Linked DNA regions of Hordeum vulgare: region 1 is linked to region 2. Evidence: chromatin contacts called from public Hi-C data. All regions are on one chromosome and are shown on one strand. The core of a region is the stretch at or near the end of the contact, and the rest is flanking DNA. Distances in the headings are between cores, read along the strand shown.

Evidence for each region. A called contact is a pair of places that touch in the nucleus more often than the background predicts.
Region 1: a contact with region 2 is called in a Hi-C map of leaf, with 2.1 times the contacts expected there. The contact joins the promoter of LOC123449106 here to the promoter of LOC123449104 in region 2. A contact is called at or near these places in 5 of 6 Hi-C or Micro-C datasets (leaf, seedling and an unstated tissue) and 1 of 1 datasets of contacts at active chromatin or transcription factors (embryo).

The regions. Positions count from the first base shown.
Region 1 is chr4H:492,608,967-492,614,661 of MorexV3_pseudomolecules_assembly, reverse strand. LOC123449106 (ubiquitin-like) reads left to right here and starts at 2,724. Exons shown (of 4, transcript XM_045126194.1): 1 at 2,724-2,946; 2 at 3,079-3,274; 3 at 4,143-4,209; 4 at 4,582-4,854. The coding sequence starts at 2,844. The coding sequence ends at 4,611. It also overlaps the pseudogene LOC123450653.
Region 2 is chr4H:492,294,890-492,300,406 of MorexV3_pseudomolecules_assembly, reverse strand. LOC123449104 (myosin-binding protein 2) reads left to right here and starts at 3,783. Exons shown (of 4, transcript XM_045126191.1): 1 at 3,783-5,088; 2 at 5,179-5,397. The coding sequence starts at 4,077.

The sequences.
Region 1 (5,695 bases), core at 1,475-3,974, 320 kb before region 2:
AGATTGCCCCAACCTTGTTTGTCAAGGTTCGGTCGTCCCCTTCAAGGGTACCACTTGTGGAATCATGACATCGCACATTGTGTGAGGGTGTGAGGAGAATACGGCGGCCCTAGTGGCTTATTGGGGAGCAATGTGCCTCCATCCCGCTCCAACGGAGACATACTTCCTCTCAAAGGAAGGAACTTCGGTAACACACCATCATCTTCATCGGTTCCACTTGTGGTTACTTCTCACATTTACTTTGTGCAAGTATTTATTGTGGTGTATCCTTTGCTTGCTTGCTAGTGTTGTTGTTAGCATCGTATAGTTTGTTCATGTAGTTACATATCTAGACAACTTTTTTGTTCATAACTCTAATCTTTACCTAATAATAAAGCAGATATTGCTTCTGGTCGTCCGTCATCAAAATTGTCCTCAAAATTGTGTAATATTACCCACCAATGCCACATATAAGTCATATAAAAACGTTTCACACACACAATCACGGCCTAGGCCGGCCCATGTAGGAACCTCCTATACTGCACCCTGTGCTAGGAGACGACATACATCACCAATTTGGGCTGACCCATGTATGGAAGACCTGCTTTTTAAATTTCGTTTTTCTTTCTCGGCATTCTTTTAGCTATTTAAATAACTTCAAGATTTAAAAAATGATGAAAACAAAAAAAAAGAATTTTGAAATAAAATGTTTAATAACTCATAAATATTTATGGATTCAGAAAATTCTTGCAATTTCTAAAAAATGTTCGTACATGCAGAAAATGTTTCGAAATTTAAAAAAAAATGTTTGCAAAATCAAAAAATGTTCTTAATTTTTAAGTTAGTGTGTTGAAAAATATTAATAAAATTGATTTAAATTTTCCAATTCAAAAAATGCTCATGAATTGAAAAAAAAGAAAATATTCATAAATTTTAAAATGGTTTTCTGATTCATAAAATATTCTTTTATTCAGAAAAGATCATGCATTTCAAAAATGTTCACCAATTTTGAAAGTTATTCCACCAATTTCCAGAAGATTGTTCGTCAATTCTAGAATTTTTCGCCGGTTCAAGAAAAATGTTTGCAAATAATATAAAATGTTCATGAATTCGAAATGTTAATGATTTTAGAAAAATGTTCGTGATTTTGAAAAATGTTCACAATTTTAAATATGTTCACGAGTTTAGAAAATGTTCATTATTTTCAGAAATTTTTCACGATTTCACGAAAATGGGAATGATAGTGAATATCCATGTTTATAGTAAAATGTGCTTATTGCCATTGGAGATTATGCATTTTTTTCTCCCGCTGCAACGCACGGACCATTTTGCTAGTTTAATTAAAAGCGCATTGACCAAGAGTGCATTTCGTCGTCCTCTTATTACTCCTCCGAGCCAGCTCTTCGCCGTCGTCTTATTCCTCTTCCGAGCTCATGTCCAAGAGATCAACGGCTCACCGGTTGTGATGTGTGCCCAGCGACGCTCATGGTATTCTCACTCCTCGGCGACGAGCTTCGTGCGTTGCATGAGCATCAACATCTTGTAGGTGTTGGCCTTATCGCACCATGGCGACGACGGAGTCCGAGAAAGACGTCCTAGATGGTGAATGAAACTAGTTGAGGTGGCTCAAGGAGGCGGAGCGGGAGCTTGGGGTGCGATTGGGATTATGGGTGGCGGCGAACTCGAACTCAATGGGGGCGGCGACGGCAACACGAATTATTATCGATGGACACATGAATCGGTGAAGATAGTGGGCAATATGGGTTGAGAAGGTATGTGCGAAAGCTTGGAGGCACATCGTCGACATTCTAGCCGGTAGTGGTCAGATCAAACGACACGCTAGCCATTCAACCAATACCGTGATAGGCGAGCAATTGCTCAGTTGTCCTAAGACTTGCTCTAGTTGGGGAAAAAGTGAGGCAACGAGGCCATGCTACGAGGAAGATATCATTAGAAAAAAATATGATATAGAGGATCTACTAGTGACGGATGTAGAAGGTGTTCGGGATGGACCATGGTTCACCTTAAAATTTGAAAAGTGATTTTATACAATTAGAGGAAGGTTAAAAAAAACAAAAGAAAAAAATTGTATACAGCAGCACTTGGCCCACCCTAACCTACTCGGCTAGGTACGCCACTGTCTACTACTCCGTAGTAGAAGAAATATGATCCCTCAAAACGAAAAATTATCCTCAAAGTGGGATGTGCAACAAATGCCCTGCAAACCACGGAAATAGTGATGTCTGATTTGATTATAAGCGGGATTGCATGAATACAACCGGAACCACATAAGCACACGCGGAGGCATCTGTCCTTCGTATAGTCGTATCTCTAGAAGCCTCTAGAGCTATCTGGCATCGAGCACCATCGATCTACGAGCAGCCCCACCCAAGCCGTCCGATCGGTTTGTCTCTAGACTAGAAGCCTCCCCTCTCCTCCGCAACCCTGGTCAAAGCGACGTGACGTACTGCCAGTTGGGCGCAGAACAGCTGTATGGGCTGGGCCTTCCATATGGGCCGAGGCGGACAGACGTCGCCGTTAGTGACGGCAAGCGATTACCGTCTCGGTAAACGGGGCGGTTAGCACTAGTAAAGGTCTCACACGCAGCATGAAATTTGCGATTGGCGCGCCACCATTAGAGCGAGCGCCGGACTGCAACTCCGGCACCGGCAGGTAGGGTTTCGCCAGCTCACGCAGCGGGTGGGCGTGGCCGCCGGCTATATAAGGACGACCCTACCCTCCCCTCCCCAGTCCCCACAGCCGCCTCCAGAGTTCAAACCACCCATCACCGTCTCCCTCCCCCCTTCAGTTCGGAGAGCTCGAGAAGGAGGAAGGCGAAGCGGCGGGAGCGGAGGGCCGACGAGATGCAGATCTTCGTGAAGACGCTGACGGGGAAGACCATCACCCTCGAGGTCGTGAGCAGCGACACCATCGACAACGTCAAGGCCAAGATCCAGGACAAGGAAGGTACGGACCATTCTTCCTACCCCGTCGCCCTCCATTTCCATGAGCATCGAGGTTGAATCCACCGTCTTTTTTTGGATATCGGCCTTCGTTGATCTACTTTTGTGGTGTGTATGTGTTGTGGATCGGTCGCAGGCATCCACCCGGACCAGCAGCGCCTCATCTTCGCCGGGAAGCAGCTGGACGATGACCGCACCCTCGCCGACTACAACATCCAGAAGGAGTCCACGATCCATCTCGTGCTCCGCCTCCGCGGGGGCGCCTGCCTGATCGAGCCCAACCTCAAGGCCCTCGCCCAGAAGTACAACCAGGGCAAGCTCATCTGCCGCAAGTAATGCATAAACCCCTGCACCTTCTTTCTCAAACAAATTAGCTAGCTTTTGTTGGTATACCTGCATGTGCGACAGTCTCTCATTCGATAAAAGTTGTTGCTTTGTGTGTTTAGTCGTGCAAGGGTATGATTTGCATGTATGCTGGATGTCCAATCGTCTCCCATTCGATAAAAATTGCTGCTTTGCGTGGTGTAGTCACTAGGCATAGAAGGGCATGATTTGCATATCTGTAATTAATTTTTTGGGCCTCGTGCTGTATGCAGTATATCTGAATTGGTTATTTTAATTGTCAGTAGCCAAGGAATGTTATTGATAGAACCATTGGGATGCAATACTTATTTATGTGAGTACTATGATACCATTATGTTTTCAGTCCCTTCAGTCCAGATGCTGAAATGTGAGAGTTGATACAAAAAAGATGCATCTTTAGTGTCATCTGCCATGTTTGTTGGTTCATCAGTCCCCACTGGTGGCATCTGATTTCTGCATGCTAATTGTCCATGTACATGCATGTTGGTTCATCAGTTCCCACTGCTTGTTGTATGTTCCATCTTCTCAATCTGGTTGAGTGGTTTGATGGTTGATTGGCTTGCGATAGTTAATTAGGCCAGTCACAATACATGAAAATCCCCACACTTACGGTATAAACTGCTGATTTAGATCACTGTTTCCTGCAATAAGTGTGCTCATTCTTTGTGAACGATGTGTAATGTAGTAACTGTTTACTGTATTACTTCTATCTGGTACCTGAAGTGCCTAGTTGATCATGCATGATCTGCATCGTACCTTTGCTTACAAGATAAGTTGTTCACAGGAAATATCTGTGCTTGTGCTGTAGTTAACCTTTTTCACCATTTTGTTTTGTAGGTGCTACTCACGCCTGCCTCCTAAGGCCAAGAGTTGCCGCAAGAAGAAGTGTGGCCACAGCAACCAGGTGTGACTTTCTCCTATGATCGAATAATCAAATTGTTTTACCCCATATCTAGGTAGCATCATGCCATCATACATGTGTTCATCCATAGTGATGATAACCCAACATGATTTATGTTCTCCAAGATAGCACAACATGAGCTAGCATTAGATACTAACCTATCATCTTAATGGGCTTCTCAAACCTACTATGCGTAATGGTTTTATGCTATGCCTGATTTAGACTGTCAGTGTGTGTTGTACTCCCGTGCGCGATATTGCTTCTTATACTGACGGCTGAAAGAAATAAGTACATGTAGGTTAAGTTTTGTTCCCACATTGGTCTTTTGCCATGCCTTTGATCTAATGCACTGCTTCTCCAACCAATTCTTTTCAGCTGCGGTCAAAGAAGAAGTGCAGGTACTGATGAAGTGCCATGAATGATCAGTTCAACCGGTTGACTACCTGTTTAAGCTTGCCAGAAGTGTCAGAGTTTTAATAAGCATCTTAATGTAATGTTCCTGCTGGATGCTGAGCGCTGTCTCTTTCGAAAACTTGTTTTATGGTTCCGGTGCATGCTCGAGACATGATTGTAACATGACAGCTTAGCTGTTTTGGCTGGAGGGAGCACTTGTCTAATTTATCAATGTGCTGTTCTTGTTGTTTTCAATCTTGCATCTTCTGCTGGTCTGGTTATTTTGCGCCTTTTGCGCTGCTTGGTATGCCGGACCATTGATAGGGCAATGATATCGTTTTTACGAAGTAGGAATGTTGGATGTATACACCTTCTAGCCTGGTTAGTTACTCACTAGTACAAATGCCCGTGCGTTGCACCGGGCAAAAAATATGATCATGTGTCTCCAGCATACATGGATATATTTAGTGAGCGCAATAGACTGAGTCAATAGGCGTGAGACACTGCACCAATTCTTTCTTTTTTCTTCCAGGGAAGAAACTGCACTAACATTAAATTGAACTCCTCGAAATTCATCTTGCTTTCACAGGAAAGCCCCAAAAGATAAAGAAGAAATAGTCCAACATTTTAAAAGTTTGTAAATATATTAGTTGGATGAGAATAAACATATGAAGCAGCAATGATCAATAATAAACGAATAGGTGGGGAGTGAATTATTCCTACTTTATTCGCCGAGGTGCATCACTGTGACTTTGCAACATAGAAGTAAGTAAGCATGGTTATTGGTTTGAATCCATGCTAGCTGTAATGATTTTACTAATAACACATCATTTTCTCAATTTTAAATTCATATTGCTATCACTTACACATTACTGGACAAGTCGTTTAGACTTCCGACTCGACTGGACTCTACGGCATCCTTCCAGCCCATAGTCCATCCTAAGATAGCCAGTGAAAGAGCTATTTGTTTCATACATAATGTCCATAGCTGGTGTCGCCTCTGCCTGAACAACCCAACTGAGCCAAAAGAAATCTGAGACGGACTCTTCTTCATGCTTGAGGAAGTATTTCTGGAAAAAATCATGTTTTTTTCTTC
Region 2 (5,517 bases), core at 2,534-5,033:
AAAGTGTTTTCCAAAGCTTCCATGTCTGCTTTAATGCAATGAAACAAGGATTCAAGGCTGGTTGTAGATAGGTAATAGGCCTTGATGGTTGTCTCTTCAAAGGTGCAGTGAAGGGTGAGATGTTGTGTGCCATAGGCAGAGATGCCAACAATCAAATGTATCCTCTTGTATGGGTTGTAGTTGAGCATGAAACAAATATAACCTAGAAGTGGTTTGTTGGGCTGCTCATTAAGGACTTGCACATTAACAATAATGGTGCTGATTGGGTTATAATTTCTGATCAACAAAAGGGCCTAATAAATGCAGTGAAGGATTACCTGCCTGAAGCAGAGCATAGAATGTGTACTAGGCACATTTATGCTAATTGGAGGAAGAAACATAGAGATCATGAGTGGCAGAAGAAAATTTGGGCAATTGCCAAGGCTTCAAATAGGCAAGATTTTAACTACTACAAGGCCAAGCTTGCACAAGTTACACCCGAGGGGGCAAAGGATATCATGAGAACTGAGCCAGGGCACTGGACAAGGGCATTTTTTGAAGTTGGTTCAAACCGTGAGTCAGTTGATAACAACCTTTGTGAGTCATTTAATCATGCAATAGTTGATGCTAGGTTTTATCCTATTATATCACTGAATGAAAGAATTAGGAAGAAATTACTAGTGAGAATTCAAGAACAAAGAGAGAAGGGTGTGAAGATGACAGGAAAAATATGCCCTGTTGTATTCAAGAAGATCAAGAAAAGCATATCAAGGACACAATAGCTGGAGGTGCTTTGAAATGGAGAAGATGGTTTTGTAGTGAAGCAAGTTAATGGGAGAGGAAGTTAATATACAGTGAACCTAGATAAGTGGACATGCTCTTGTGGCTACTTTCAACTGGCAGGGCTTCCATGCCACCATGCAATTAGTGACATCTAGAAGTGAAACAGAAGTGTTGAGGATTACATTCCTCCTTGCTATTTTGTTGAAGTGTTCAACAAAATTTATGAGCGTTGCTTGCAGCCAGTTGAGGGTGAGAAGATGTGGCCAGTGTCCCCCAACCCTAGGCCAATGCTTCCTGAATATGTAAGGTTTCCAGGAAAATAAAAGAAAGGAACGCCTAGCAAAAATGACAGGAGAAGAGAAGAAACTGAGCAACCAAAGGGAAAGAAAATGAGCGAGCATGGCACAATTATCAAATGCTCATTGTGTGGTGATACTGGACACAACAAGTCAAGCTGTAAGCAAAATCCAGAGAGAGGCAAGAAGAAGAATGCACATCTTTCTAAGAAAAAGAATCGAGCTGAGGTATTTTCTTGTTCATCTCCTTACTACATTTAAAGTAGTTTCTTCACGCTGGTCCTAACTTGCAAAAAATGGCAGCAAACCAAAGGAACATTTGCATCAGAACCTCAAGTTCCACCAGCAACTGTTGCACCTGGCTCAACTGCTGCATCTGGTGCATCTGCAAATCCTCCAAGAACCAACAGGTTTAAACCTCCAAGAAAGAGGTCCGCACCTGGCTCATCTGCTGCACCTGGCTCATCTGGTGCATCTGCAAATCCTGGAGCATCTACTACAAGCGGGTCAAGATCTAGAGCTAAAAGGGGCAGAAGAAGGGCTGCTGAGACAATGCCAACCTATCAGTATTTCACCTGCAGTGGAAACTACTAGTCATTGATCAAAGTTGATCATTTCTAGTACTTTTGTTGACGTTGCAATGTTTCAAACATTTCTGATGTAATGTTGATATTGCAACATATCTTTTGTAATGGCCAAAACCTACTAAATGGCAGTGCTGGATGATAACTAAATGTCAGTGTTGGATGGAGTTGATATATCAGTAATTAGTGCAAATTTCCCTGCTATTTCACTCAGTGCAAACATTAACTTGGATACAAATGTCAGTATATACAGCAGTAGCATTTGCAGCGAGGGTTTGGAATAGACTTAACTTGCCAAAAGAGCACTACTACATTGCATTCAACTGTCAGCTTACAATCTTACTGCAGTAGCATTTCCCCTACCACTAAACCTACCACAAAGATAGCAAAAACAAAGACAACATTGTAATATTTCCCCTTGAGTGCATCTATCTCTGCATTCTTCTCTTTCAGCTGATCTTGCAGAGACATAGCCAACACCTTGCTTCCAATTTGAGCTTCAGGCACAACCACAAATGGAGTGACATCTTCAAACCGAGAATCATTCCCTCCACCTCTCAGCCTACGCACTTCATCTCGCAGATCTCTAATCAGATCACTCAATACTTCGACAATGGATCATCATGCCATTCAACAAATCCACAACCACCATGCTGTTCATTTGTAGTAACAGAAACGAATCAGTGGGGAGGAGAACAAATGAACAGAAACAACATCAAAATCAAACTCACCATGGCATCGACGCAGGCGTAGTACCTCCTACCTGGGTTAGGAATGCTCTAGGAAATCCATCTTGGTGCCTTCCGACGAGGATTGCACCAGCAAAGCTTCGCCGGCTCGTAAGCCATCGGGCTCTCCCTGTAGGGCACCGGCGACCTCAACTCCTCCCCTCTCCTTCCTGCGGCTCGACGGAAGCCATGAGCAGCAACAACAGAATGACCTGATGACCACGATATTCCCTAGGACAGATCAGCCGTCGCCGTGCGCAATGTGCTCCGCCGCCGCGCCGCTCATGATCCGTCGCCGCCGCCCCTAACCCTACTTCTCCCAATCCAAAATCCCCAATTTCTTTGTTGTGGTCTCGTCTCTCACCGCACGTGGTGGTTATAACGCATCCTAGCCCACAAGACATAAAGAATCATGACCACGTGAACGTGTTTACCTCTAAAACGCTACCAAGGTTTGATTTAGACCGGGATCTAAGAGTTTAGAGTACAAACGGCAGGGATTTTAAGTTCGGACTTGATTCGCCGAAGCCCTACCAGTTCAAGGTTTAAAATGGACTTTTTTCATTTCTGGCTCCTTTGAAAAAGAAAAGACAACGGCTCGGTGGCGGGTGGGGGCGTATGGCCATGTACCGGGCTGGCGGACGAACCAAAGTTGGGAGCCGGGGCATCAAAGGCAAAGGGAGCTGCATACCCGCCCGCCCGCATGCAGGACGAGCGCGGGGTCAGGTCGGTCGCGGGTGGGCGCTGCCGCGCAATCAACTCCCACCCAATTATCCAACCCTGCTCCCCTGGAGCCGTAGAGCAGCCACCGCCTCCAGACCTCGTTTTCTCGCCGATACATGGATAGTGACATGCTGGATCATGTCAAACGCATCACTACTCCCCTGCCCAGCCAACTCAAAACTTGAAAGCCCGTGGCTGCGCTGAGAAGGACGTACGTGTTGTGTCCACGGGGCCCGGCTACGGCCTCCACACGATACAGGGGATGCGGAATTCCTACACGATACAGCATGCATGGCACGTCTTGTTGTCCATCCATACGTGCGTCCGTTTCTACTGCTGCTGCTGCCGAAATGTCTCATATATACTTCTACTACTATTTTGTAATGGTGGGGCTTGAAAGTTGAAACTGAAACTGACGACAGACTAAAATCTGTCTTGCCATATGTTTGACCGCCAACCGAGAGCGAGACCGATCCGCCGGATTGCGCGCCTCGCGGTGTCGTGCTCGGCACTCACTACGCAACGCAAGTCTCGTCCGGTGGGTGCAGCATCTCGTCCATCTTCCCAGTAAGTAACGCAGGCACGTACACACTGGGTGGCTGGCCGGCCACAGCCACGAGCCGGAAGAATTCCAACCTCGTCCGTCCTCCCCTACATTCAAACGCGGATAGACAAACAAAAAAAATCAACCCAAAGCGTGCTCCTGCTCGCTCCCTCGCTCTCATGGGGTCCAATCCAATGGCCGCCCCGGCCTTTCTTCCCCCGCACAAAAGGTGAGAGCAGAGGAAGCTTCAACACACGACTCGTCCAGCCACCCGCAACCAGATTCTTTCTTTCTTCCCTCGGTCTCGCTTGGCAGGCAGCCCGATTCCGACTCCATTTCCCACGCACGCACGCACGCACGCACGCCGCCAAGATCGCGGTTTTCATGCCGCGGCGGCAGTAGGGATCAGGCCGGGCGGGAGCGCGCGCGCGAAGGGGCCATGGCGGCGGCGTCGCCGACGTCCAGGTACGCGGCGGCGCTCCACAGGCGGACGCACAGGGTCACGTCCGCGCTGGCCTACGCGGCGCTGGAGTGGGTCCTCATCGCGCTGCTGCTCCTCAACGGGCTCCTCTCCCACGCCGTCGCCCGCTTCGCCGCCTACTTCGGCCTCAGGCCGCCCTGCCTCCTCTGCTCCCGCGCCGACCGCCTCTTCGGCGCGGAGGAGGAGGACGGCGCCGACCAGGCGGCGGGCGACGCGCGCTGGCTGCGCGGCCTCCTCTGCGGCGCCCACGCGGCGGAGATCTCCGGGATGGGCTACTGCCTCCACCACCGCCGCCTCGTCGCCGACGCCGCCGACATGTGCGAGGGCTGCCTCTCTTCTTGGAAGAAAGAGATGATGAACGACGCAGAGGAGGCAGGCGCCGCGGTGTGTTCTTGCTGCAAAGCTCTCGTACAGATCACTTCCTCACGCGAGCTGGAGGGTCCTGCTGCACAACACGAGAAGGCAGCCGTAGAAGGAGAAGAACAAGGTCAGGGCTACGTTCTGCTGGATCAAGAAGACCACGAAGAGGAAGAAGAGGAGCAAACAGAGGTGGAACAACCAGAGCAGCAAAACGAAGAGGAAGCCCAAGAGCAGACAGGGGAGATTAAGGCGGCTGCCGTGGAGGACGAGTCCATGGAGTTCATGGCTCAGGGCGAAGAGATCACGCCCGACGACGACGATCGGTTGGTGCCGGTTGTGGCACTTGATGAGATGACAATTGCCGACGATTCGAGTTTGCATCCGGATGCCCCTGGCTCCGAGGAGGGTGACATGAATCGTACTGCAGACGATGAGCGTGATCTTGATGCCGCAGTGGTTCTGGAGGAGAAGAGGATGCTGGCTTCTTCGGTTGCAACGGCCCCTGCCATGCCTGAGAATTCCATTCCACAAGATGATGAACTGGTTCTTGAAGATACTGCCGAAACTGGAGATTTCAGGACCGATGAAGGAGATATTGTTGTGCCTCAAGGTAATTTGCTTCTCGGCCCGTTCAATTTTACTCTAGTCGATTACTGTCCCATCATCTCATCTCATGATTTTTGTTTGGTTCTACTTCTAGCTACCGAAGCAATTCCTGAAGATGGCAGCAAATCAGCAGAGGTGGAGACTAACTGCGAGGTGTCAATCGGGAGCGATATCTGCGAGCAGGAGCAAGACGGCCATGGTGCTCCGTTTCAAGAACTGGTGGCGCTAGAGGAGCTGTTTTCTCCATTGGAATACGCAGATGACCGGACATCACCGCTGCAAATCCGCCATGAAACAGCCCCAGCTGAGCAAGGTGATACAATCATTGCAGAATGCAGAGTGCTCTCACTTTTACTTTTGCTTGCCCCCATTGAGATGCTTTCACAGTGACTCTGTCTGTCCACAACTTTAATTTGATATTTATGTTCGATCA